Linked DNA regions of Mus musculus: all the other regions are linked to region 4. The links are chromatin contacts, called in public promoter capture Hi-C maps. All regions are on one chromosome and are shown on one strand. Each heading gives the region's core, a stretch centred on a gene start, on an enhancer-like site or on the middle of the called end of the contact. The rest is flanking DNA. Distances are from core to core; before and after follow the strand shown. Region 1 holds the start of Mcts1 (malignant T cell amplified sequence 1). Region 2 holds the start of C1galt1c1 (C1GALT1-specific chaperone 1). Region 3 holds the start of Lamp2 (lysosomal-associated membrane protein 2). Region 4 holds the start of Gria3 (glutamate receptor, ionotropic, AMPA3 (alpha 3)).

Region 1 (6,889 bases), core at 2,629-5,128, 2.8 Mb before region 4:
TTTTGTGTTTAAGATACTGAATGGAAAACCCCATTGTGTGTTGCTGGACTGTTTTGGAAATATTTGGTCAAATGTATGTTAATTTGGCTGTAATGGCATTTAAAGCAAGCAAACAAGCAAACAAACAAAGCTGTGAAAATGGCCTTGGAGCATTATCTTTAGTTACTTGAAGAGTTTCTAGGTTTTTTTTTTTTTTTTTTACAAATACAGTTTATGTTAAAATAATCTTTATTAATTTAGAGGAGACAATGTCTGTGGAAGAACGGACTTTTTTGGATTTTTAAAAAAGATTTATTTATTTATTTATTTATTTATTTATTATATGTAAGTACATTGTAGCTGTCTTCAGACACTCCAGAAGAGACAGTCAGATCTCACTATGGGTGGTTGTAAACCACCATGTGGTTGCTGGGATTTGAACTTCGGACCTTCAAAAGAGCAGTCAGGTGCTCTTACCCACAGAGCCATCTCATCAGCCCCTGGATTTTTTTTTTTTTTAACGGTCATTGTGATTGCTTTTTCTTTTACTTAGTTTCACATTCTTCCTTTGTTCTAAATCTTCGACTGACATCTAGCTTTGACAATCATAGTATGTTTTATTTCCTGAGGGGGAAATAACTTATAATGTTGTTTAGTTTTGTACTACTGACGTGTTGGTGAATTTTTAAACTGTGTGCTAACTGCAATAAATTATATGAACTGAGAAAAAAAAAGATGATTGTGAGCTGCTATGTGGGTTCTGTGAATGAAACCCAGGTCCTTTTGGAAAAGCAGCCAGTCATCTTAACTGGGGAAACATCTCTCCAGATCCAGTGTAGATTTTCAAACAAAAAGTTTAAGAAATTATTTTTTTTTTCAAGACGGAGCTTCTTTGTGTAGCCCTGGCTGCCTTGGAACTTGCTTTGTAGACAAGGCTGGCCTCAAACTCAGGTATCTGCCTGCCTCTCTCCCAAGTGCTAGAATTAAAGGTATGTGTTACCACATCTGGCTAATTTGTTACTATTTTTTTGTCCAAGAAATTAACTTTGATTTGCTTGTAGAACATACTAATTACATACAATGTTGCCAGATACAGATTACCCTGATGGTTTGATGGTGGATGCAAAAATAATATGCATTCAGTAGAAACGAATTTTTATCTTCTCCTGGTTTGGTGACATGTGGTATATTGTTTTGCTAGGCTGGGGAATGACAGTAAAGCCCGTGTCTTTCCATCAGTCAGTGATGATGAAGGGAAACAACCAGTTCTCTCTCAATAATGTTCCACATTGCTAAGTTATGCTGCTTTTTAGGGTAGATGTATTTAAAGATGCTTTCTTTCTTTTCTTTTTTTAAAAAGATTTATTTGGCTTATTTATTTATTTATTTATTTTTGAGACAGGGTTTCTCTGTAGAGCCCTGGCTGTCCTGGAACTCACTCTGTAGACCATATTTGTTTATTTTTATGTGAATGCACTGTAGCTGTCATCAGACACCCCAGAAGAGGGCATCAGATCCCATTACAGATGGTTGTGAGCGACCATGTGGTTGCTGGGAATTGAACTCAGGACCTCTGGAAGGGCAGCGGGTGCTCTTAACTGCGGAGCCATGTCTCCAGCCCCAACATGCTTTCAATTTAATGATATTTTCAGTTTATAGAATGGGTTTATGGCTTGGTAATCCCATCTTAAATCAGAGAGCATCTGTGTAACTTGTAGCGAATTATCTATTTTCACTAACACTAACCTCCTTAGTAATGGTTGTTTATAATGTACTTGTTATGAAATGCAGGCTCTTAGAGCAGCATGAGAATTGCTAGGAGAGGAGTACTACTTGGCAAGAAGTTGTGGACTTTCTTTTTCCTGAGACAGTTCCATTTTGTAGCCAAGGTGCCGCTGACCTCTCCTCCTTCCTGCCTCGACTTCCATGCTTTGCTCCTGCTAGGATTATACCTAGGGGCTACCATGGCCGACCCAGCTTCAGTTTTGCATGTTTATAAATGCAATATTCCAAATGCTTCAGTGTTGATTGATATTAGTAATACAGATACATGCTAAAGATGTTCACAAAAGACTGATGGGTAAACAGGAATACCAAATTGTTAATTTATAAAGACAAACATAATCGGTCATGCAGATTTGATTGGAAAATATTAAATTATTAAATGAAGATTGTTGATACCATAGAATCAAGACAAGGTAGGCATGGTAACCACTAATTATTCACAAACAGTTGAACAATATAAATGCATAGTAGGTTTGTCTGGAATATTTTAAAGGTTCATATCCCCATTGAGGACTAGAATATTTGCCCCTAGAGAGACTGTGGTATTTGTCTTATAGATCTAGTATTTCTGTGTCTCACATATTGAGTAGTCTTTAATCCCTTTGCCATCATGATTTCGTTTTTTACCTTTCTGATTGAAAACCCTCAAGAAGCATAATTTTGTTTTCTTAAAAAAAAATTTAGGGCTGGAGAGATGTCTCAGTGGTTAAGAGCACTGACTGCTCTTCTGAAGGTCCTGAGTTCAAATCCCAGCAACCACATGGTGGCTCACAACCATCTGTAATGGAATCGATGTCCTCTTCTGGTGTGTCTGAAGACAGCGACAGTGTACTTACACATAATAATAAATAAATCTTTGGGCCGGAGTGAGCAGGGCCTGGGTGAGCAGAGGTTTGAGTTCAATTCTCAGCAACCACATGATGGCTCACAACCATCTGTACAGCTAGAGTGAACTCATATACATAAAATACATAAATAAATCTTTAAGAAAAATGTTTTAGAAAGTATTCAAAGCTTAATGTGGTGGCACATGCTTTTAATCCCAGTACGAGTGAGGCAGAAGCAGGCAGGCGTCTGAATTTGAGGCCAGTCTGATCACCATAAGGAGTTCCAGGTCAGCTAGCATATATAGTGAAACTCTGTCTCAGAGAAAAACAAACAAAACAAAACAAACAACAACCCCCTACCATACAACCAAAATGTATTTCTTTATCTTTTCATTTCACTTGTGACTACTATTACTGGAGCAGCAGTCTTTTTATTCTTTAAGGGAATTACCTTATTTTCCTTTTTTCATTTGTTTTCTTTTAGAGATAGGGTCTCAAGTCTTCTCCAACCCTTCAAGGTTTGTGATTAGGGCATGAGTTATCATGCCTGGGAGGAAATTACATTTTTGTTTGTGTTCAAGAAATCAATTTTATTTGTTTTGCTTCTTTTTCAAGACAGGCTCTCTGTGTAGTTCTAGTTGTTCCGGAACTAGTTCTGTAGACCAGGCTGGCTTTGAACTCAGAGATCATCAGCCTGTCCTGCCCCCACCCCCACCCCAACTCCCATCCCTGTACTGGTTGGTATTAAAAGCTTGTGCCAAGATGTCCTGTTACATTCCTGATTTATAGTTCAGTTTTTAACTATCAGAGTGAAGCAGGGGACAGCAACCTGATGACTTATTTGATAATTCTATGACAGCACTTCACTGTCCAATGATTATAGCTACCAGATTAAAAAAAAGGTTGTTCAATTAAATTCAGAAAAACAAGTAGTTCTTAGCATAAGCAAGGTCAAAACGTAGATGAAGTATACTTGCACCAAAAGGTGTTCACCTTATTTGAAATTCAAATTTGACTAGGTATCTTGTAATTTTATTTGCTGAACCTGACAACTTTGACATTAATTTAACATGAAGCTATGAGGCTCGCCTAGGCTCAAGCAGCTTGATAGGCATCAATTCACTCTGTTGCTTCAGATAGGAAGCAAAACCTATTATCCTTACAAACTATTTAGCATAGTGGTAGGTGGCAACAAAGACCTAAGAATCTTGACCCTTTGAGGAACCCGTAACTGACTGCCACAATTTCTGCTTTGATTGATTCCCTCCCCCACTCTATTCTTCCAGCAACCAGAAAGAATTGCTTGATCACTTCTTCCTTCTGAAGTCCCGCCCTTTCGGCTACCCCCAATGGAGACTAAGCTGTTACTGAAAAGGAGCCGACAAAAGCGTCAACGTGGAGTCGAGAGGAGCGGAAGTAGTCAGATTTCGCTAAGGGCCGTAAAGCGGATAGTGTTTTCGCCTTCCGGATTAACGACAGCAGCTCCGACTGTCAGTGCAGGCCTTCCTCGTGCTGGACCCTTCCTAATTCAATTTCCTTCCCATTCCGGGCCCTTCCCTATCGTCGCCCCTTTCACCTTGGATCATGTTCAAGAAGTAAGGACACGCTGTGGCCTCCATTGGCTGCTTAGAAAGGCGGTGGGGGTGGGGGTGGGGAAGAGGGAGAGAGCAAAGGTCCTCTTTCTCTCTCCCCCGCCCCTGCCATCCTGACTTCCTAAGGTTTTGTAAAGTATAGTACTATGCTCACTTCGGACTTGGACCACTTCTTTAAGCTTTCCATCCTTAATCTTCAGTCGGGGCTTGGCTCTCCCGCTCCCATTTCCTTTTTCCTTAGCCCTGTTCTGCCTTTCCAGCAGTGCTATCTCCATTCCTAGTATTCTACCAATCACATCCTTGCACTGTGATTTAGGGGCACATCCTCAGCTGAGAGGAGAGCCCTGCACTCTGCTATATGTTTATTAGTTATGAACTGAAAAAAGGAAGGCTTGACTTCCTGGGTCATGGCAGTGAGGGAGTCTGGGTGACAGGAAGCAAGCGGCTGGCCTGTCAAGCCTATTGCTAAGCTGCTAGATTAACCTTGTCTTGAGAACAACGTGGTAGCCCTATGTGCTAGTCTGTGTAAGGAAGACCAATTTCCTTGGAAACCTATCCAGTGGGTTTATCTTCCAGATCTGATAGACGCAAAAGGAAAAAAGGGGAACATGGGCAAAGGAAGGTGGGTTTTGTGCATGAAAATTTGAGCAAATCTGGACAGGGATTTTAAAATTATCTCACTATTTCTTTAAAAAAAAAAAAAACAAAAAACAACAGACTACATAGCCTGCTGGGGCTCTCATTCTTTTGTTATGCTTCGGTTAGTCTTTTGTATTTTAATGTGTGAGGTTTCTTTTAGATTAAAAAATAGATTTTTATTAAATAGATGGGAGTCTTTTTTTCCTTTGAGCAGAAATTTTCAGTAAAAGGCATTTTTGTTAGCTGACAACAGATTCTAGCATAACAATTTCTTTGCCCCCAATAATTGCAGTATGTATGAGAGTTTATTCTAATACTGTCTTTAACACGTTGGTTTTGTATTGTATAAGACAAATGGAAATTTGTATTTTAAAAACAATTTATTTCATAATTATTTTAAGCATGAGTACTTGCTTGGGAATAGATGATTAATTAGAACCTTACTTTTAGATTTCTGATTCTTCTGCTTAGCAATGCCCTTTTTTTTTCTCTTCAAAAAAAAATCATTTGCCAGATTTGATGAAAAAGAAAATGTGTCCAACTGCATCCAGTTGAAAACCTCGGTTATTAAGGGTATTAAAAATCAATTGCTAGAGCAATTTCCAGGTATTGAACCATGGCTTAATCAAATCATGCCTAAGAAAGACCCTGTGAAAATTGTCCGATGGTAAGTCCTTGTTTTTTTCCATGTAAAGATTAGAGTAGCTGAATATCAAAGGTTAGGTTGTTTTCATTCTAAATGGAATTATTATCGATAGAGCAATGATGAGAATAGACAGAGTTAACTCTAAAAGTTAGTTGTATTTCTATTTTCAAATCTTATCTATGTATATGAAAATGCTACTTTGTGTAATGTTTTATCAAAGACTTGTTTTTATTTATAAGTCGATTTATTTCAGTTTGCTCTTGAGATTTATTTTATACTTGACAGTGGAATTACAATAATAAAATGTAGAATGAAATTGGCTGTAGCATGTCATATTTCCTCTCTTTTTTTCTATATCGGACAGGTATTTTTTGGTCAGAATATTTACTGGAAAATAAGCTTAATGTATCTTTGTATGTGCATATTTCATGTTATAATTTTTATAGGATGTTTGACTTACATCCATTTTTGAACGAAAGTATCTAACTTTGTTCTCTGTGACATTTGTCTTACAGCCATGAACACATAGAAATCCTTACAGTAAATGGAGAATTACTGTTTTTTAGACAAAGAGAAGGGCCTTTTTATCCAACTTTAAGATTACTTCATAAATGTAAGTCTCTTATACATTAGAAAAAGTCCCTTCCCTCCAATGAAGCATTCATTAGTTCATCCATTCCATAAAAGCATGGAGTGGTGGCTCACAGATGGAATCACAGAGCTTAGGAAGCTGAGACAAGAAATTGATACAATTTTGAGGCCAGGCTGGGCTATAGGGTGATGCATTTCTCCCAAACAAAGACCCCAGAAATATTAATTCATTAATTATTTAGTGAACTTTCTTTGTTTTTTTTGTTTTGTTTTGTTTTTCGAGACAGGGTTTCTCTGTGTTCCCCCTGGCTGTCCTGGAATTCACTCTGTAGACCAGGCTGGTCTTGAACTCAGAAATCCGCCTGCCTCTGCCTCCCAAGCGCTGGGATTAAAGGCGTGCGCCACCACTGCCCGGCTTTTAGTGAACTTCATATGTGGTAGGCACTGGGCTACTTATTAAGAAATACAATTATAAGCAAAGACAGACGACATAGTTTCCTGTCCTTATTGTAGTTGGAAGAATAGACCACTGTGTAATTATAAACATATACATAAACTAAAAAAGGGCTTTAAACATTTTCATTTAAGTTTGTTACTAGAGTTCTGTAATTATCTGTGCATTGGGTAAAAATGGAAATCCTATTTATTACTAATTAAATACATGGATAGATGTCTTGACATTAAATAATGTTTATTTCATATATACATTTACAGATTGTTAGTTTGAATATATTACAAAAAGTTGAAGATATAATTCCAATGAACAAGAACTATTCAAATGGAAGCAAATATTTCCTATTCAGTTTGGTATTGTTGCCAAGAGGCAGAAG
Region 2 (6,835 bases), core at 3,602-6,101, 2.8 Mb before region 4:
ATCAGGCTGGCCTCGAACTCAGAAATCTGCCTGCCTCTGCCTCTCAAGTGCTGGGATTAAAGGCGTGCGCCACCACTGCCCGGCATGACTTTTTTTTATAGTCACATTCCAAATGCATGATATGAATGTTGAAGTACAGGGTTAATGGAAACTGTAAATGCTAAGAAAGCTACTTGATTAACTTTCAGGAATATTGCTTAACATATGTAAATAAATTTCACTTCCTCTCAAGGAAACAATTGAAGTCTTAACAGTGTTAATGAACACTTTCTTAATCGGTTGTATATTTAGGGAGAGCAAATCCCTTGGCACTGGTATGCCTTAAAGAATACAAAGTAAAGGAAACAACTGAGCACAGTGGCACACAGCATTAACACTAGCACTCAGGAGGCTAAGGAGAACTGCCAGTTCTAGGCCAGCCTGAATTACACAGTGAGACCCTGCTCCTAACTTTCTCAAGCATGGAGGCTCCCACAGAAAAGTAATAGAAACACAGGGCTACGAGTATTCTTTAATCACAAATTCTCTAGAGGTCTCATTTACATATATTACAAAGCTAAAATGATACATAAGTTTAAAACCAATAAGCAAAGATACACCACAGATTACAATGTCTATAATTTAGTCTTTATCACATAAATATACTTATAAATATGTGTTTGAAAAATTGCTATTTTTAAAACATTTATTTTTAATACATTTAAATTTCTCAGGAATGATATAAGGGAAAAACAGCATTCCATTTGACATTGTACAAGCAGACTTCAATGGGTAAAAGATAAGAAAAAGAATCATATTACTATGTTAGATCTGTCATCAATTAAAAATGATACCATGTCGTAATATAGTTACTAAATGCATGCTCTTGCTTTCTGTCAGTCATTCTCAGAACCATTTGGAGGTAAGAAAACCAATGCATCATTGAAAACATGTCCAAATGCCCTAAGCCGGTACACCCCATACATCATCACGTGCATCTGATTAGGAGTCAGTCCATTGAAAGTAACAGCCATATCAGAGCAACAGCCTTCTACTACCTGGTTTGGTTGGTTAGTCATTGCCTCTTTAATGAAAAGGCCAACGGATTTGGTATTAAACACATCTTTTCCATCGGCATCTTCGGCATTTTCTGCAAATACTCCGGCGTATTTCAGGCAGACCGCCAGCTGTTTATCTTCAGATATCTTCCAAATCATTCCTCCTTGTTCAGGACACTTTTCAGGAACACTGAGAAGACTGTTGAGTCTTTTCATTGATTCTATGCTTAAGACAATTCCTCCATCCACACTCACATATTCAAGGTCTCCAGATTTTACAGTGTGTCCGAGATAGAAAGGTTGGGATTGATCCTTTTTTAACAAAAAATATTTGAGGTTTTCAATAACAGCGAAAGTAGTGGGGCGTGCAAGGAAGAACCAGTTGTATTGGTCCCTGTATTGATCATAAGCATATTTGTAAGCTTTCCTCATCATCAACCACATGTCATTTGTGTCCATATTAATTGACTCAAACACTTTAACATTTTCAGAACTGAAGAATTCTGCTTTGTCACAGTGTTTGGTCCAAGTCTCCTTCACTGCAGCCCAAAGACTCACATCTTTGGGTTTTACAAGAACTATACAGTATACCCGGAAACTCTTACTGAGCTCCATGCGTTCAGCCTCTGAAATTTTCGAGATATCGTCTTTGTTAGGGGCTTGCAGATGGTGATGCTCATGGTGGTGCATTCTGTTTCCAATCCTAATGTGGCCTAGCATAGTGATCAAGGCACAGAAGATGCTTCCAAGCATCACACCCTTCAAAAAGGAACTGCTTTCTGAAAGCATTTTTTCCTGCAAAGAAAAAGACTTTTCAAATACATAGTCTAATAATTTTACTTGGTTATTTCTCATATACTTACATTTGTTCTTAATGTTTAAAAACCAAAGGTCCACATGCTTAAAATCAGGTGAGAAGCATACTGTGACAAGTACTCAGTATCCTTCCACTGGCATTGGGTCGAAACTGCAACATTATAGAAACTCATTCAAGGATTGGAATTTGTAGTGTGTGTGTGTGTGTGTGTGTGTGTGTGTATGTATGTGTAGAGGAGTAATTTTATCCATCATTTATTTAACAAAGTGGCAAGTGAAAGCATTAGCCTAGAAACTAATGTGATAAACAATGTTTTTCCATCGTTCTCTAAATATTTTGTATGGCAAACTTGCCCTGTTAGTACTTCTGGCTAATTATAAAAGAGCTTCTACATCCAGACCTGTAAGTTGAACAGATACTCAATTTAAACTCAAATTTCTCTTTTCTTTCTTCGTTTTCTTTCTTTCTTCCTTCCTTTCTTTCTTTCTTCCTTTCTTTTCTTTCTTTCCTTCTTTCTTTTCTTTCTTTCTTTCTTTCTTTCTTTCTTTCTTTCTTTCATTTTTTGGCTTTTTTTTTTGGCCCAGGGTTTCTTTGTGTTGCCCTGGCTGTCCTGGAACTCACTCTGTAGACCAGGCTGGCCTTGAACTCAGAGATCCACTTGCCTCTGCCTCCTGAGTGCTGGAATTAAAGGTTTCTCACCACCATACCTTAGCTACAGCCACCACAACTTCTGCCTCAGCTGCTGCCACCACCACCGCAGCCATCACCACCAGCACCACTGCCACCTCCTCCTCCACCATGACGACCATGATGATGATCACCACCACCACCACCACCAGTATCAAATTTCTCCTTCAACCTACTGCTTGATTTAACTGGTAGTTAATGTCCTGAGGTATTTTAAGCAATCTAAAACACATTTCATGTGGTTAGTAGCATATGTTATAATTAACACTCTGCCCCTAAGACTAAATGTCTTACTACATAGTATATCAATTAATGATGTAATAAAAGCCCACGATGGAAAGTTGTTTGGAGAAAGAAGTCAATATAGGCATTATTTGGGGAACATTTGTGACTATTTTTAGCTCCTCGAAAGATACTTAATTCCTTGAGAAAGTTAAAAAATAAATAAAAAGGAGGAGAGGGGAACCTTCTGTATTTTAATTTCAATTAGAAAGTGGAAGGAGAGCCAATGTAAACAAAACAGCTGACAATATTATGGTTTACATTGTTGCTCGTCAAGACTGAATGTTCCCCAGTCTCTTCTGCAACTCTTCAAAGTTTCACTGGACTCCTTCTACTTCCACGGTGTCTCTTACGGTTGAAAAGGACCTTAGAAGCTGTTACCTGAGGTCATTTCTCTCATTTAAAGAATATGTCCAGTTATGTGTCAATTTAAAAAAAATGGGGCTGGAAAGATGATTCGGTGGACCTGAGTTTCCTGAGGACCTGAGTTCCATACCCAGTGCCCATATAAAAAGCTGGGCAAGGCAGGAAGCCATGTCTAACCCCAGCACTGTGGGGTTGGAGGCAGGAGCTCATTGGGGCCTGCTGGCCTTCAACATATTTCCTGGTTCAGGAAGAATAAAGGGGAGAGTGATAGAGCAGGCTACCAAATGTCTGCCCCATCTGACCTTAATACTCAACGCTGGGACCCCCTCTAGTGTCACACAAAGACTTCTTTTAAATGGGGAAATGGAGAACCATAAAGGTTAAATAGCTGATCTAAAGTCACAAAGGCTATCAGTGGTAGAAGTGACCTATAAACGCGACATGTGGATCTAGTAAACATAATTGATGCTTGCACCAAATTTTCCCATAATGCTACAAGGATACTACACTGACCCTGTCTCCCCCCTTCCTGTCCCCTTTTCTAAGATGTGAGATAGGGTTTCACTATGTATCTCCAGCTGATCTTGAACTTGTGATCCTCTCGTTTCATTTGTCCATGTGCTGGTATTACTTGTGTGTGGCAACACTTCTGGCTCCTATTGTTTTCTTATAAAAGAAATGAACTTTGACTTTTACCACAAAGACAGCTGTTTGAAGGACAGGTGCAGTTTCTAAGAGTGTGTGGGGAAGTGGGTGGGGGAAGGCAAGATGGTAGTTTCCCTCTGTAATCCAGAGAACTTGGTCAATAAACACTTCCCATAGGAAAGGAGAAAGAACAGAAAAGCTATGCCTCAAAACAGCATTGTAAAGTTCACCTTTATATTACTTGTTATAATTGCAGTTCTTATCACATGATCATTATTTCTGGCCAATACTCAACAATCCAGACAAGTACCTTCATATGATTTTGTGTCAAAAATTTCCAGAATTTTTCCTCCTAACGGCAAAAATACTATTAAAACTCAAAACGTCTACTAATTCTACACAAAATTATTTGTACAAATTATCCTAACATTTTTTTTTCTCCGCTGAGGAATTAAAAAAAAAAAAGTAACACCAACAATCCGCACGATGGGATATTTTTGTACAGAGGAGGGAACTTAAAACGCACACACAAGAGAAAGCAGAAAGTATGTTTTTGCGACAAACTTTCTTTCTTTTTCTGTTTTTAGAAGGAGAAAGTGGATGGAGATCAAAATGGAGACTGGGTACCAGGATGGATATCAGTGTCCCACTGAAGGGCCAAGGGAGAAGCTCTCGGAAGGCTGCTTTCCCCACTCCCGCTGGGTCCTCCCGCCGCACCTGCCAAGGCATCCCTAGTGGAGCATGCTGGGAACGGGCTAGGGCCCAGGCTAGGGCCCTGGCCTTCCCAGGGGAGGGAGGGAAGCAGTAGCTCTGGGTTGTGCTTGAAGTGGGGGCCGAGGTTTTGGCACTCACCGCATCTAGAACGGCTCCAGGGCAGGAAAGCGCTGCCTCACGAGGCTTGGACGTGAGAGGTCCAAGGCCCACTCTGTTACGCTCGGAACCAGGCTGCTCTAGACGCAGGCGGTATCCTCTCGTTGGTGTCATTAATGACGGAGCAACAGAGGAAGCTGACGAGGGTGGGGGCGGGGCGGGGCGGGGTGGGGCGGGGCGAGAGCTGGGAACGGCGTGGGGGGCGGGCTCCGTGAGACTCGGAAAGGGCCCGCCCCGACATGCTCAGCTGTACCCAATGGGATGCCCCGAGGGGCGTGCGTGTTTTAAGGCCCGCCCACGCTCCCTTCCTCGGTCTGCCTACGGGCGTGGAAACTGCCGGAGTGCGGAAGAGAGCTGCTGCTTACCTGATGTAGATTTCTAGATCATTCCTCTAACCTACTCTAATGTGTTGGTACCCTTGTGGTGACAAGAAGGTAATTCCTCCCAGTATTCCTGGCCTGGAACCAAAATGCAAGTCATTGAAATTGTCATCGCTTTGGGGAGCAAGAATTGGCTGTGGTTACACGGGTGGTAGGTTTCGAAGCCACATAGCCTAGAAGTGATCCTTCAGCCAAGTGCTTTGCTATCCTGGAGAAGTGACTTCATTTTCACGCTGCCTCTGTTCCTTCCTTTGTTGTGTTTGGAAAATATCTCACAGGTTATCAGTTAGTGTACATAACTCCCCTAGCAAAAGGTGAAGTGTAAAGTAAGCATTCAGTAAATGTTGGTTCTGTGTATTCCACCCTGTATTGCTAGCAGATAGTGCCAGGATGCAATAAGCAAATATTTGAGGAGTTAATGAGTGTTAGAAATACAGATGGAGAACCAAGCCCAGTACAGGATAAGGGGTGCTTTCAAAGGGCTAGCCAATAAGTCAAATGCAGAGTTGAGTGTAGACTCCAGGTCAAAGTAGGACTACAGAACCCCCCAATAAATACCTAGTCTCATTTTTTTTGTTTGTTTTGTTTTTTGTTTTTTCGAGACAGGATTTCTCTGTATAGCCCTGGCTGTCCTGGAACTCACATTATTATTATTATTATTAACAGAAATTATTATTCTGTAGACCAGGCTGGCCTCAAACTCGGAAATCCACCTGCCTCTGCCTCCAAAGTGCTGGGGTTAAAGGCATGCACCACCACTAGCCGGCATACCTAGTCTCTTGAAGTGCTCTTTTGTAGCTGGTGCTATTCGGTCACACTTGTAATGCCAACACTAGGGAGGCCAAGGTAGAAGGACTAGCAGTTAAAGGCCAGCCTTATAGCTATTCAAAAGGTTCTGTCACTAGATTTGGTTCGGGGAACACCGAGAAGTGACTTGGGCCTGAATTCCTGGAAACTCATACATTTGAGTGGTGACTGGCAATGCCTTAAGTACAATGGAAAGTTCAGGAAGTCTTGTAATGACATCTAGATTGCAAGAAATTACTATTCTGGCAGTAGTATCTTAATCGGGGTGTCATATTCCTGACAAACCTTGCTTTTCTTTTTTTGGGGGGTGGCATGTTTGTGTTTGAGCTAAACACATTCCCAGTGTTCAGTGCTGTTTACAAGGCAAAGACAAATGGAGTGGTTCTGTCTGTGTCCTGCACATATTCTACACGGGCCTGGTTTTTCTGCAGCAGGCCTTTGAAGAGGGCTTTGTCTTTGTGCTATGCATTAAGTGCCTTTCCTTTTTCCTCTTCACGGCTGGCATCCAATTTATCCATATCACAAACAAACAAACAAACAAAAAAACCAAACACCACCTCATATTCTTCCACAAACTCTTTGGCCCACATCTTCCTCATCTTTTCCCTCAGCATCTGCCTTCTGTTTCTCCAGAGACTTGTGAAAGTCATGAATGGGAACACTGTTGGACTACTTTGTTTCAGTCTCTCCAGTAATCCCTTCTCAGTGGCACTGTGAATATCAGTGCCTCTCCCCTCTCTTCTCTTCTTCCTTTTTCCTTTTTTTTTCCTTTTTTTTTTTTTTGCCCTCTTACTCAAAGGATCAGCTGTCCTCCATTACAGTGAAAGTTTTCTCATTTGAATTAGGTACTGGGTTATTTTTGCCAAATCTCTATTTACATTTGTGTTGAATGAAGCCCGGCCAGTGAATTCAATTTTCATCTATTCATTTCCAATGCTTTCTCA
Region 3 (7,149 bases), core at 2,366-4,865, 2.9 Mb before region 4:
GCCCTAACCTTAAAGTAGATTTTTGTTTTTTTTTTTTTTTTTTTAAGATGAGGTTTCTCTGCTAAAGAGCCCTGGCTGTCCAGGAACTCAATATGTAGACCAGGCTGGCCTCAAACTCACAGATCTGCCTGCCTCTACCTCCCAAGTGCTGGGATTAAACGCGTGCAAAACCACTGCTCCACTTAAATAGTTATTTTTAAGAGGCCACTGCTAGAGATGGAATAGAATTATGAAGTTTGCAAGCTGAACCAGTACACCAAGCAGAGTACACATTCAGGACTGGTACCCACTTAAGTACCAAGACACAGTTATGCCTACAGTTTTCAAAATCCTATTCTTGGGTGTCCATTTTGACATGAAAATGTAAAACATGTGCCGGGCGTGATGGCACACGCCTTTAATCCCAGCACTCAGGAGGCAGAGGCAGGCGGATTTCTGATTTCTGAGGCTAACCTAGTCTACAAAGTGCGTTCCAGGACAGCCAGGGCTATACAGAGAAACCCTGTCTCGAAAAACCAAAAAAAAAGTAAAACGTAAAATCCAAAAACAATTCTTAAGATCCGCAGAATCTTCCTCAGCCTGACAGCAAACCAGGATATGCCTGAAAGAAGAGCTGTGCAGACCTAAAAACTAGATCGTGGGGGCTGGAGGGGGCTCATCCATCACTCTTCCAGAGAACCCAGTTGATTCCCAGCACCCACATGGCAACTCACGAGTGTCTGTGCAAACTCCAGTTCCAGGGGGATATGATTGCCCCCCTCAAACTGCCACTGGTACCAGGGACACATGTAATACACAGACATACAGGCAGAGAAAAATACATAAATAAAATATAGATAAATCAAAAAATATGAAAAAAAAACCCAACCCTGCATCCTACATTATTGCTCCTGTAACTCCCTTGCTGAAGTTGTGGATGGAATCAGCTCAGGAAACATCTACAAGGATGGATCTAGTTAACTACAAGCCACTAGGTTTGAGCTGTTCTTCTATGCACTAAGCCTTATCTGTTTACTTTCTGCAATGAGCGTGTACTGCTTTTTTAAATGCAAAAGAAAAGACTTCATTAAAAAAAAATTAATGGCACAAAAGCCAGCACATAGGTAATGTACTTTTCTCACTTTCTCTGAACAATAACAGCATTATGTTTGTGCAGATTCAATTGGCAGGGAATTACTGGTTAATAGGCCTTTGTCAGATGTTCTCTCATCACTGATAAGGTGTTTTCCACTGCAAACAAGCCTCTCTTTGGGGGTCAGCCAGTAAGTGCCTCACAGGTAAGGCTAAGAATTAGGTGTGCGTGCCAAGCCTCGTGACCCAACTTCAGAAGTGTTAGAGGAGTTTCTTACACAGTATGGTCAGCTAGATCAAGGGCCTGCAAATATATTAGAGTCAGAACGTTCTGGTCTATGGAAGACGTCACAGAGTCTCGGCTTAGGTGAATTATATCTGCTGGCATTTACTAGTATTAGAAATGAAAGTTGATAAATTAAGAAATGGCGAGGACAATAGAATCATATCAGCACATATTATGTATACAACATCTAGAAAACTCTACTGTGTATAAGCAAAAGTCTAGGAGGAAAAGAAGAAAGACCTTAATATGGTTGGGGAAGGTTTTCATTCCAAAGGCTCCCTAGTAAGCGTCTTGGGAGTCACGGGAGGAGCCCACTGGATGCTGTGCTCTCACATTTGGCACTGCTGATGTTGAAAGAGAGAACTCTTTCTTGAGAGGGGCTGTTCCTGTCCTTGCAAGCAGGTTAGCAGGATCCCTGGCCTCTATCCACTCGAAGCTGCCCAGTGGGACACACAAAAATTCCTCTGGACTACATATATCTATACAAATACTTATAAGCATCTAATAACAAAAAAACAGAAGGCATGGGTTTGAATAAGGGAAGGGAGAAGTATATGGGAAGATTTAGAGGTGGAGAAGGGAGGGGGAAATATAATTGAAATACAATCTCAAAAAAAAAAAAACCTCAAAAGCTATTATGGAAAAAAATTAATGCCTCTAAGAAGATATTGCCAAATGCCCACTGTGTAAGAACACACTGTACCAGTTGATTCTATCCCACCAACATGTGAATTACAAATGCAATTCTTTTGCTTTCTCAAAGCCCCCTCAATAGGCCTATCTCCAGCCCATTCTGGTGGGTCTTTTTCTTCTATCTCTTTATTAAAGCACAAACAGCAGAAGGCACAAGGTAACAAGGAGCAGAGTAAATCAGGTCAGGAGGACACTGGGATCAAAGTTCAAGCCTAGGCTGTTATGGACTCTCAAGTCTATTGGGACAGATCACAAACAACCAACATTATTAACCCAGCAACTCTTCCCACCACTTTAAAACCACGACTAAGCTGACCTGTAGTGAGGAAAAAAAAGAAGCAGAAAAAAAAAAAAATCCAAGCGGTTGTGAAGAAAATGGATTGAATATACAAAGCTCAGATACACAATTACCATCTTGGAAGCTCCCCGGCTTTAGCATCTAGGGGTATTTCTGTCCGGTGTCTGGCTGGGAGGAAGTAGCGAAAGTTATTCGAGAAAAACAAACAAAGCAACAAAAATCAAGCAAACCAACAACAATAACAAAAAAAAAAAAAAAAACAAAACGAAACAAAAAAACCGAGATCCTCACCACCTTTAAGTCAGATACTCACCCCCCACCAAAGTTATCAACTCATCCCTTTAGTCTCCAGAGGTTGGATATAACTTTTCTTTCCGGAAGTTACTCCAGCCCCAGTCACTATATGTATATGTATGTACGTGTGTGTGTATCCCTTCACTCTCAAAACTCCAAGGCCATTCCTTAGCTCTTCAATCACTGCTTCTCCCAGCCTCAAGTCCTACCTACAAAGCTCCCAAAACGGTGTCTCTGTCCCTTGGGCCCTACTGTCCTATCTACCTACCCCCCTATGCCCTCCCCCTCCCCAATAATTTCACGAGGGTACAGCGCCTTCCGTTCCAAATTCATTTCTCGCTCTACACTTTTTTTTCACCATCTTTAAAACTCTCCCCTGATCCAGGAAACCAAGCCTCCCCGGTGTCTGCTCCCCGACTCTTTTTCCAAGTTGCTCTCTCTAGCCCAGAGGTCTAGAACTCTGCGCTCCTCTTGCCTAATCCCTTGACGTCGTCCTCCCTCGTCCCCTTACTTGCCCCGCTGTTACTCTCAGAGGCCCTCCTGGCGGGCCATCCCACGGCCAGGCCTTCCTCCAGGTCGTGTGTCCCCCCCTCCCGGCCCCCCCGCGTCCCCCCTCCGCCGCCGCCTCGGGCCGCCGCCGCCCAGTGTCAGCTGTTCGGTCTCTCAAAGCCTTCTCAAAGACCAGTCTTTCAGGTTGTGGCCTTTGAAACTCCCCGATCCCCCGGGCCCGGCTCAAAGACACCAGAGGGCCCGAAAACTCACCTAGGAACAGAAAGATCAGGATGAGCTTTGCGCCTTTAACCGGAGAGAGGCACATCGTGATCCCTCAGGCCAGGCGACCACCGGACCGACAATTCCAACGAATCCCCTCGCAGCCCTGCGGAAGCGAAAGCACGAGAGACCACCGACCGAGGCACCCAGGCACCGCAAAAGCCTGGACTCGCCGCTTCAGCTGGAGTCATAAGACCAGGGGCGGGGTTCTTTATTCCTTTCAGCCAATCAGCATGCTTAGAAACTGAGAGGGAGGCGGTGATGTCCGGGCAGGAGGGCGGCGTGGCCACGCCCTGGCTTTTTGGTTCACAGCCATTATTAAACTAGAAAGAGTTGTGCGAGGAGGGCATTTTTTTAAGGCTAGCAGGAAAGGAGGAACTTTGATGCTTGTAGACAGTGGGTTATTTCTATTCTAGGTCCTTGAGAACAAACAGCATCATTTTTTCTGGCAACAAAACGGCTGCTAGGCCTCTCAAGATATATATGTATGTAAATTTATATATGAAAATATATGTAAAAAATAATACACGATTATTCAAGTATAGAGACCACCTACACAGTTTATACTATAGGTGGATAGGGAAGCTAGGGGGTATGGAGTCATTAACGACCAGATCAGACCATGCTCTTGAAGTTCAAAGTTATAACACTCTCTTTCCTTGATGGGGAAATTGAAGTCAGAAAGAGGAAGCATATTTTTAAATAGAGGAAGAAAAAAAGAGAGAGAAATAAGAATAGAAGGAAATCAAGATCACTCCCATTACTACCCAGAGACACTCTTTACAAAATACATAAACTCCCAGATATTTTTCTATCTGGAATACAAATACAGTTAATGTTCTCTAATGAGTTCATACTAACCCGTATTCTGTACGCTTGCCAAGTGAACAGTAAACAAACATGTCTCAAAACAACAGAGGAAAACAACATTAACGTAAAACTCCAGAGTTGGAATAAAGCAATGACCTTCAAATGTTGCTTCCCAAAACACACACACTCACACACACACACACACACACACACACACTCTTCTCAGGGATTTTGGAAGTAGTTTTTGTTTTGTTTATTTTACCTGATGATGCCTTAGAGACTCTGAAACAAATGCCCTTTTTCCTACAAGCTTACTGTTTGTTTGAGGTTTAATCCTCACTAAGTTGCCTAATAGTTTGACCTTACACTTAAAGTATAGCTGTAGTTCAGGTGGCACTTGAACATATGATTCCTCTGCCTCGGCATGCCTAGTAGCTTGGATTGCAGGGTTTCTCCTCCCATCCTGTCTTATTCCTTTACTAAACAAACACCTGGGGTGATTCTGATGCTGAGGCCCATGAACTGCACTTAGAAAAGTACTAAAAGCCGTGGTGGCGCATGCCTTTAATCCCAGCACTCCAGAGGCAGAGGTAGGCAGATCTCTGTGAGTTTGAGGTCAGCCTGTTCTACAGAGCAAGTTTCAGGACAGCCAGGTTCTGTTTGCACAGAGAAACCCTGTTTCAAAACAAACAAACAAATAAAAAGACAAAGAGAAGCTCTAAAACATAGCTTCAAAGTCATGCAGTTTGGGAGATCTTTAATCTGTGGCTCTATTTAAAAATAAGCTTAAGAAGAGATTTGTGGGGGCAGTTTAGTGAATTCTCAGAAATTCCATGAGACACTGGTGAGGATTTTTCTGTGGAACTTTATAGATTTAGTTAATTCTACCCCAGTCCCCCACTCCAACCCAAATATTCATAACCACAAATCTGCATTCTGTTGTTGTTGTTGTTTTTGACAGGGTCTCCCTACATGGCCCTGGCCGGCCTGGATCTCATATAGACCAGGCTGGCCTAGAACTCACAGAGATCCCCCGGCCTCCATCTCCAGTGCTGGGATTAAGTGTGTGCACAATCCAGCCTGACTGGAAGATCACTGATAAACCCTTTCCCCGGTATTAGGACAATGAATCATGTAAAGAGAGACCCTGTGAATATAGTGAATATAATCAAAGTGTGCCCTACGAATGTATGAAAAAGGTCACACTGAAGTCTATTAGTGTGTATAAATCACAAATGTTATTTATGATTTAAAAAAAAAAGACAATATTGACGGGGCCTGGTGGTAAACAACTTTAATCCCAGCACTAGAGAGTCAGATGCAGGAGGATCTCTGTGAGGGATTTTTGAGTTTGAGGCTAGCCTGGTCTACAGAGTGAGTTTGAGTCTAGCCTGGTCTACAGAGTGAGTTTGAGGCTAGCCTGGTCTACAGAGTGAGTTCCAGGACAGCCAGGGCCACTGGGGATGGTCTTGAGCTGCCTCTACCTCCCTCCCAGGACCCCAGTGTTTAAATAGCTCTGTAAACTGAATTTCTATAGCTTTACCACAATTTATTTTTAAAATAAATTAATTAATCTTCTCGTCAAGCATGGTAGCACATGATTATAATCCCAGCACTAAGGAGTCTGAAGCAGGACTATCAGAAATCCAAGGCTAGCATAAGAAAAAGGCTTAACAAATACATTTTTAAGCCACACTCATCAGACTCATGTGGTTAGTATGAAAGTTGTACCTCAGAACACCACATTTTCTTTTTTTTTTTCCTCTCTTTTCTTATTTATTTGAGACCTGGTCTCACTCCATTGTCCAGACTGGCTTTTTGAAATGTTAGATAGGTCCAAGAAATCCCCCTGCCGGAGAGCCCTGACTAGCTAGTACTCCAAGCACATCCTACCATTCCTGCCACACCAGCATGTTCTTTAACATGGCATTTTAACCAACAACTTGCTTTGCCTTACTGGTTTGGGCATTTGGAAAAGAGTCTCAGGTAAGTACTTGCCAGGGAGACAAAAGCAAAGTAGATTCGGACCATTGCGACGCTCAACTAGACTGCTGGAGCCCCTTCTGCCATCAGATTCTCACAGGAGCTTCCGTTCTCAAAAATGCCAATGAGTTGGATTTGGCCCACCCACTCACTGTCTTTCTTCTTCAGGGAGCTGCAGTTCTTTTCTAAATACCTTTGAACTAGTCGCACTCTGACCACAGTTCACCTGGCATAACTCCTGTTCCTTAAAGTCAACAGATTAACGAACTTCAAGAACAATTGAACAATACCATCACAGTAACTAGGCTTGTTTTAGGTTGGTTAATTAGCCTTGCTGACACATCAAAAGATCATCAAAAAGGAGCATGTTCTTTCATTTCTTTCATTTAAAAACGTTTTCATAACAGTATTGTTCCAAGGACGGTCCAGTCCACGGAACAGAATAAACAGCTTAAAGATACACCTGTGTGCGTATGGAGGATCATTTATTTTGTGTTGGAGGTTGGATGTGATGTACTGTGTCTACTGGGCAAGCACCTTATCACTAGGCAATAGTCCTAGTCCCTTCTGCTTTTGTTGGGGGGGAGGTTGGTTTTTTGAGACAGGATTTCTCTGTTTCCCTGGCTGTCCTGGAACTCACTCTGTAGACCAGGATGGCCTCCCAAATACTGGGATTAAAGGCGTGTGTCACCACCGCCCGGCTTGCTTTTGTATTTTTACTTTGAAACTGAGTCTTACAGGGTTGCCCCGGTTGCCCTTGAATTCCCTTTGTAGCTCTTGCAGGCTTGAAATTTACAGTTTCTGCCACAGCACCCCAAATGCCTGGGAACATGTGCTTGTACCACAAGGCCTTGACTTTGGTGATGTAGTAGATCAGTGGCTCTAAACCTTCTTAATGCTGCAACCCTTTCATACAGTTCCTCATGCTGTGGTGACTCAACCA
Region 4 (6,689 bases), core at 1,875-4,374:
CAGGAGCTTGATATCTAAATATATCACATGTGTACTACAAGCTTTTCAACCAATAACAATATGCATCTACCATTATACCTGACCCTCTTGACTCAAATGAGACTAGACCAATAGCTGCCACTAAAAGCTAAACATTGAAAAGGGAAAGAAAAGGGAACTGGTAATGGGAAATATGAAAAGACAAGAGATGGGCAGCATTGAAGATAGATTTGCCAATGCACAGGCCCTGGAGGCTCCTCTGTCCTCACATCTTTTGTTCCTGACCTATTCACAGTACTCTTCAAGTCAAATGACAGTAGAGGCAGCCACAAATCTCTTCTTGCACCCTTTCTCATGGCTGGCCAAGCATAGATAGGGACCTCACTCATTTCAGGAGTGAAGTGAGGTGTGCTAAAAACCACTAACCATTCCCCAACATGAAATCCATTATTCATCCACCTGAAATCAAAACTGAAACCTACTCTGTGGTGCTATTCCTTTGGGTCATAGCATTCAAAATTTCTATTAAAACACCAACTATGTTATCTGAAAACCTGATAGATAGATAGATAGATAGATAGATAGATAGATAGATAGATACATACATACATACATACATACATACATACATACATACATAGGTAGATACATAGGTAGATAATGGACATGGAGTAACTCAAGGAAGAGGTTTTCTAAAGTGTGGCACTTCGGTATTAAATTGTCACTGCCTGCCATTAAAACATTAATAAAGAATGGCCTACTAGATTCCCTTTTATCTCCAGGGAAGATGTTGGAGAAGAGCCTGAGGTTGTGAGGAAGGATGGTGAGAGAAGGGCAGGTGACAACAGTGGGGCTTTTGAGAACAATTTGCAAGTTGAGAAAAAGAGAAGTGAATTTGGAAATGTAATATGTATTGATTCTTCTGTGAGTCAGTTAATGAATTAGATGCTTTTACACCCATTATTTTATGTAATTCTTACAATAGCCTTACAAAGGAAGAAAAAGTAATGTTCCCATTTTGAAGACAAAAATACTAGGATGTAGACTCCTGAAGTTGACCAAGGTTGCATACTACCTATGTGTGATCAAAGTTAGATTTGAACCTGGACCCATGTCCTGGGTCTATGATCCCCAGTAATACTGAGTCACTCTCCACATTTGTCAAGGGATAGTCAGCCTTCTCTCTTCTAATCTTATTGCTCTAATCTTCCTTCTACTGGAAGAAGGAGTCTCCTCTATATCTCAAGTTTATCCTTCCTTCCAACAATGAACTGTCAAAGATGAGACAGGATTTGCATGAATGATGGAATTAGAGATCAGGCGTGGTCAGAATTGTCAGCAATGTGGGAAGAACTGAGGACTACTTTCCTGGTTGCCACAGAGTTTGGAGGCCATTTATTCTCAGCTCCAGTCTAGGCATTGCTAAAGGCAAAGATCTGGAGTAAGGAGTGCAGGGCCCTGGTCCCTCATTCCTGGCCCCATGTATATTAGTTTGCTTTGCTCTGACATAAAGGCTCATTTTATCCCCTCAGACTAGAAGAAGATAAAAAGAAAAACAGAAGATGTAGAGAGGATAAAAAAAAATGTGTCTTACAGAGATAAGGTGGGAAAGAAAGATGTGACAGGAGAGGAGATACCTTTTTGTCCCAAGAGGGGAATAGGATTCTGGAAAGGCATGTAGGGACAAAAGGATCATACACAAACTGCTGGGAAGGAGGCTACTCCTCACTAAGACCTAGGGTGAACTGTAGGAGTTCCTAGATTCTTTTCTCCTCTTAGCTAGGAGAGAGGCAGGAGAGTTGGGTGAGAGTGGTAATCTCTGAAGTCTGCACTCAGTGTGGGGGAGGGAATAGTTGATCCACCTAAAGTCAACATTAAGGGAGCAAAGCAGCAAGGGGCACTTTCCTCCAACCTTAACTTTCAATCCCCACCCCCATCCCAGCTCACTCCCACACTTCTCTCCTTGGTCTGCAGGACTGAGCGTCCTTTTCATTAACCTTTTAGCTCCCACCTCCATACACATACTATGTTCCTATACCCTCTAAAGCAGTCAGCAGTCACAGCCCCCGCAGCTGGCAAACCTGCCTCAGCACTTGGGTAGGGGGAGGGACACACCTCCCAGTGCTGCGGGGATGGGGGAATGCGGGTGGGGGTTGTTCACTTGCCCTCGGATCTCTCTCTGCTGTAATAGCTGAGCTGAGCGGCAGAGACCAGGCATGCGCAGCATCTTAGGGCGCATTGTGATGGGAACTGCTTTTCTGAGTCTCTTCACAAAGACTCAAGAGTAACCACTAACCACCCCTCAAGACCCTTCATCTTTAAGACGCACATACAGATGTAGAGACACTGCAGACTTTTAAAAACAGGAAACTGGTTGCAGCTTGAAAGTCTGGTCCACGTGAGGATTGGTGTATTTCTGTTGATCCCATCTCCGGTGTTGACATACGCCGGCGCCTAGGCTTTGCAGTCCAGAGCTGCAGTTTGCAGTGGAGCTAAGCGGTGTGCGGCTTTAATTCCACGTCAGATCAACTTTGATCAATATCCCCCTACCGGCCCAATTGGAAGAACCCAATTCACCGGAGCTGAGCCTTTGAGGCTTTTAGCTCTTTTCTTCTTCCCCACTCTTTAGATCCACCATCTTCGAGGGCGGGGGAACCCTTTGGTTTTCTTTATAATTTCTTTCTTATTTCTTTATCTCGTCCCTGTTTTGTTTTGTTTTGTTTTTTTACGATTTTGGTTTTGCTCCGGTTTTAATTCTCTCTGTTTCTGTCTCCCTGTGTCTCTATCTCTGTGCCGGTCTCTGTCTCTGCCTGTCTCTCTGTCTGTTCTCTCTCTCTCTCTCTCTCTCTCTCTCTCTCTCTCTCTCTCTTCCTTTCTCTCTCTCTCTCTCTCTCTCTCTCTCTCTCTCTCTCTCTCTCTCTCTCTCTCTCTCAGAAATCGCTTTGGGGAACCCAGCTTGCAGCCAATGAACCCGCCTTCCAGATTGGTGTGAAGACAGAAGTGAGGTGGGGGGGCGTGGAGGGGGTGTGAGAGAGATCCTGGGAGGGGGGAGAGGAAGAGAGGAGAGAGGAAGAGAGGAGAGGGAGAGAGAGAGGAAGAGAGAAGAGAGAGAGAGAAGAGGAGGAGGCGGCGGCGGAGGAGGATTAGTGTGGGGTGGAAAGGAAGAGTGAGCGAGCGAGAGCAAGTTGAGGGGAGGGGGTGTAAGAGCCGGCGAATTCTTTTTCTTTTTCTATTATTATTTTGACGACTCCCGAGTTGCGCCCATGCTCTTGTCAGCTTCGTTTTAGGCGTAGCACAGCCAGGCAGAAGAAAATGGGGCAAAGCGTGCTCCGGGCGGTCTTCTTTTTAGTCCTGGGGCTTTTGGGTCATTCTCACGGAGGATTCCCCAACACCATCAGCATAGGTAAGCTCCCCAGAGCCAGCCAGAGGGGGCCAGGCTCTTCTGCATTTGAAACCCACTACCCTAGTGGGGCTGGGGGTATCGCAACATGAGTCCCTGTCCTGCATGGTTTGGGGACGGTGTCTAGGGATGGGGGACTGAGCTGAGATATTGGAGACCTGAGCTGCAAAGAACTGACGAGTATGGGGAGCATCCAAGATGAGGGAAGGGGTCTCCCGGGGCTAATGCGGGTGGACGGCCAGGTTTTCTGACCGAGGAGCAAGGGAGTCAAGCTGGAGGTTGGGATGCTGCAAGAGGCTAAGAGTCGCGGCTTTTCAGCTCGCTATTCTGGACTTTGCCAGGGCATGCTTGCAGCCACTGGAAGTTGTCCCAGGGTGATACTGCCTGTCTGGCCGCGCCAGGACGCATAACCTGGGCCCAGGTCGCCCCGTCCCGCGTCTCAGGCTTCAGTGAGACAGGACAGTGTTAGAAGAAAAGGAACCCACTTTGAAACCCCCAGACCAAGGAAGTAGCTGTGTGGATGGAGGATGGGGTGGGAAGTGGGGGTGATACAAGGAGTCGGGCAAGCAGGGAAGTCACGCAGACCAAGCATTCATGAATTGCGGCTGTGTCTGTCTGGAGACCAGCTCCAGTAGCCGGAAGGGAGTTCTCCCCGCCTCTGCCTGTATTTGCAAGTAGAGAAGTTAGAATTGTTGCTTTTACTGAACTGACCCCCTGTATTGTCATAGGGGATGATTGGGACAGCAAGGGGAACGAAATTGTTTTTCTTCCCACCCTATCCCCTGTACCCCAGGAGGGAAAATGAACCAGCTGTGTGGCTAAGGGTGGGGGTGGGGTTGGAGTCAGGGTTCGGGGCCAGACTCAAGCTTAAGAAAGAACCAAGTCCCACTTTTAGCTCCTTCATCCTTCCCCTACAGCAGCCTCCTCTTTCTCCCGTCTTTTTAGTTTCCTCCGTGTACAAAACCCAGGTTTTTCACAGTGGAAAGCAGAGTTTCCAAGTCTTGAAAGACACACAGGTTGAAAAAAATCATTCCTCAGTTGAGCTTCCCAGAAACACTGAGGTAGCCTGGTAGCTCCTGTTTGTTACTTTCTAACTCCTGCTGAAGTAGGGGGGACACAAGCCGAATCTCCATTGCCTTTGCTTCTAGGTGGACTTTTCATGAGAAACACGGTACAGGAGCACAGTGCTTTCCGCTTTGCTGTGCAGTTATACAACACCAACCAGAACACCACTGAGAAGCCCTTCCATTTGAACTACCACGTAGACCACTTGGATTCCTCCAATAGTTTTTCTGTGACTAATGCTTGTAAGTAGATCTGCGTTGGCTCCCTTTGGGACCTTAGGGGACCTCATTTGCATTTTGTTTGTGATGTATGGGGCTTTGCAAACGTGTGTGCTGGGGGTGGGGGTGGGTAGTGATTGCCTCAATAAGCAGACTGAGGCAGTTGTCAATCCTGGGTTCATGTTGCATAAATCAACCTTGAAGGATTCTGCTGCGGGGCTGAAAGCAGTGGGCAAAAACTCTGAGGTGAATTATGTTTGATGCAAAACTTCCACTTTCCTCCCTGCTAAACTGGTGGTGTTCTCTCCCCCGCACCCTTTTCTGTTGGGGGAAAAGAAAGAAAGAAAGAAAATAGCATGGTTGTTCAGGGAAATTTCAGATGGAATTTTTAAAAAAGAAGCAACAGCAGCTCCTTGATTGAGAGAATGCGGGGCATGCAATACTTGAGTGGTGAAGCTGTGTCTGCTGGTCGGAATGGGCTGAGTTTAATGATGGCCTGACACATAGGAACAAAATATGAGAACCCTGCAAACAAGTGACCTTGAAGCATAGATCAGGCTGGATTCCCTGGCTTCTTTCTTTCTGTGCTACCCAGAGTGCTCTGATAGGAACTGATAAGACTACAAACTGATTGCAAGTGATAAATGCATGTCAGCCTAAAAGCAAGAGGGAAGACCGTGCCCAGGTGACTTTTTGGAAAGCCAATCCTGCCTGTGCTATCGTGCCTGCGCACGCGTGCACGAACACACACACACACAGCCACACACTCACACACACACACATGATTGTTAAGGACAACACAGTTCTTAATTTAGAGCAAGAGGTTGGTTGTGGGAAGAAGCTTGAAGCAGGAAAACTGAATACTTAAAAAGGGGAGTTTCATCAGCCCCAAAGCCATTTCTGGAATCCACCTTTATACCCATGGTTATCTCTTTTCAAAGGGGGAATTTTAACAGTAAAACCACAGGAACTCAAATGGTTAATAACTTGTTGGACACAGGTTTTTGTTTTGTTGTGTTTAACTTGAGAGAACATTTTGTGAGAAACACTGAATTCTTCATCAGAGCTTTGTTTCACTAAAAGTTTCTCCCAAATGAAGCCACTTAACACAAAGTATGTCTTGTTTCTCTGGAATGGTGTGCTTTGAAATCTGAAGTTTCACCACATTTTGGGAAATGGTATTTATGTCTGTTGGAATTTAACTTTGTATATGACTTTCTTCAAATCCTTCCATCTCCAAAAATGTGCAATCCCTAACAGTCCTTAAACAGGACCTCAAGAGCAAATTTCATTGGATTTAAAGTCTTGGCTTGAAGAGAAGGGGGAGTGGAAGAAGTACTTTTCAAAAAATGTAACAGTTATCCGCCTGCAGAAAAATTTAGCTGAAGGTGCAGATTCTTTTAAGAACATGTTCTGAGACACTCTGTATTTGACATTCTTTAGTTTTCCAACACTGACAAAAAAAAAGTGTGAAAGTTACAAAATGTCTGGCTATACTTCCTGTCTTCCTTTTGTAATCCCCGACCTCTCTCCAGCATTTACAAGGCACATCTGATTCTTAATCCTGCTGCACTGCGATCTCCTCAAGAGGCTGAATCTGAAAGGCAGTTTCCTAAATATCAATTAGAACAGATTTAAAACCAAATACATGAAACCAACGGGGTGCATTATCATTAACAAGGGATAATACATATTTCATCTCCCTTCCCTGTCTTTCCACTGATGAACTCTGGGCTAAGAGGGTCATTTGGTTTCTCAGGAATGATTGATTTCCAAAGCTTTGGGTTTTGTTCTTCTGATCAAACTGCTCTGACACTCAGCAGCCTGCCTCCAGCTAGCAGAACCTGAACAACAGTCAGGAAATGATCTCTGTCATGAGAAAAAATCTCAGGTTTAGGAACAGGTAATAAACCATCCATATTGGACAGTAAGTGGCCAGTGAGGGGACTGGGAAACCAACTGATCAGAATCTCTCAACTTAAACCCATAGCACTCTTACTTACAAAGCTGGGTTATAGTTGCACACT

What was found. Promoter capture Hi-C pulls out the DNA fragments that hold promoters and counts their contacts.
Region 1: a promoter capture Hi-C map of hippocampal neurons shows a contact between it and region 4, with 11 times the contacts expected there. The contact joins the promoter of Mcts1 here to the promoter of Gria3 in region 4. A contact is called at or near these places in 5 of 39 promoter capture datasets (cranial neural crest, frontonasal cranial neural crest, hippocampal neurons and 2 more).
Region 2: a promoter capture Hi-C map of hippocampal neurons shows a contact between it and region 4, with 10 times the contacts expected there. The contact joins the promoter of C1galt1c1 here to the promoter of Gria3 in region 4. A contact is called at or near these places in 4 of 39 promoter capture datasets (cranial neural crest, hippocampal neurons, maxillary cranial neural crest and 1 more).
Region 3: a contact with region 4 is called in a promoter capture Hi-C map of embryonic stem cells, with 10 times the contacts expected there. The contact joins the promoter of Lamp2 here to the promoter of Gria3 in region 4. A contact is called at or near these places in 1 of 39 promoter capture datasets (embryonic stem cells) and 1 of 9 other capture datasets (pancreatic islet).

Annotation. Positions count from the first base shown.
Region 1 is chrX:38,596,593-38,603,481 of GRCm38.p6, forward strand. It overlaps Mcts1 (malignant T cell amplified sequence 1), which reads left to right and starts at 3,879. Exons shown (of 6, transcript NM_026902.4): 1 at 3,879-4,186; 2 at 5,337-5,489; 3 at 5,984-6,081. The coding sequence starts at 4,176.
Region 2 is chrX:38,630,292-38,637,126 of GRCm38.p6, forward strand. C1galt1c1 (C1GALT1-specific chaperone 1) reads right to left here and starts at 4,852. Exons shown (of 2, transcript NM_021550.3): 1 at 4,687-4,852; 2 at 492-1,832. The coding sequence starts at 1,826. The coding sequence ends at 876. Gm52440 (a long non-coding RNA gene) reads left to right here and starts at 4,997. Exons shown (of 2, transcript XR_003953098.1): 1 at 4,997-5,138. It also overlaps the pseudogene Gm18436.
Region 3 is chrX:38,452,845-38,459,993 of GRCm38.p6, forward strand. It overlaps Lamp2 (lysosomal-associated membrane protein 2), which reads right to left and starts at 3,616. Exons shown (of 9, transcript NM_001017959.2): 1 at 3,405-3,616. The coding sequence starts at 3,459. LOC115489130 (a long non-coding RNA gene) reads right to left here and starts at 3,398. Exons shown (of 2, transcript XR_003953097.1): 1 at 2,462-3,398.
Region 4 is chrX:41,398,274-41,404,962 of GRCm38.p6, forward strand. It overlaps Gria3 (glutamate receptor, ionotropic, AMPA3 (alpha 3)), which reads left to right and starts at 3,125. Exons shown (of 16, transcript NM_016886.5): 1 at 3,125-3,382; 2 at 4,528-4,686. The coding sequence starts at 3,292.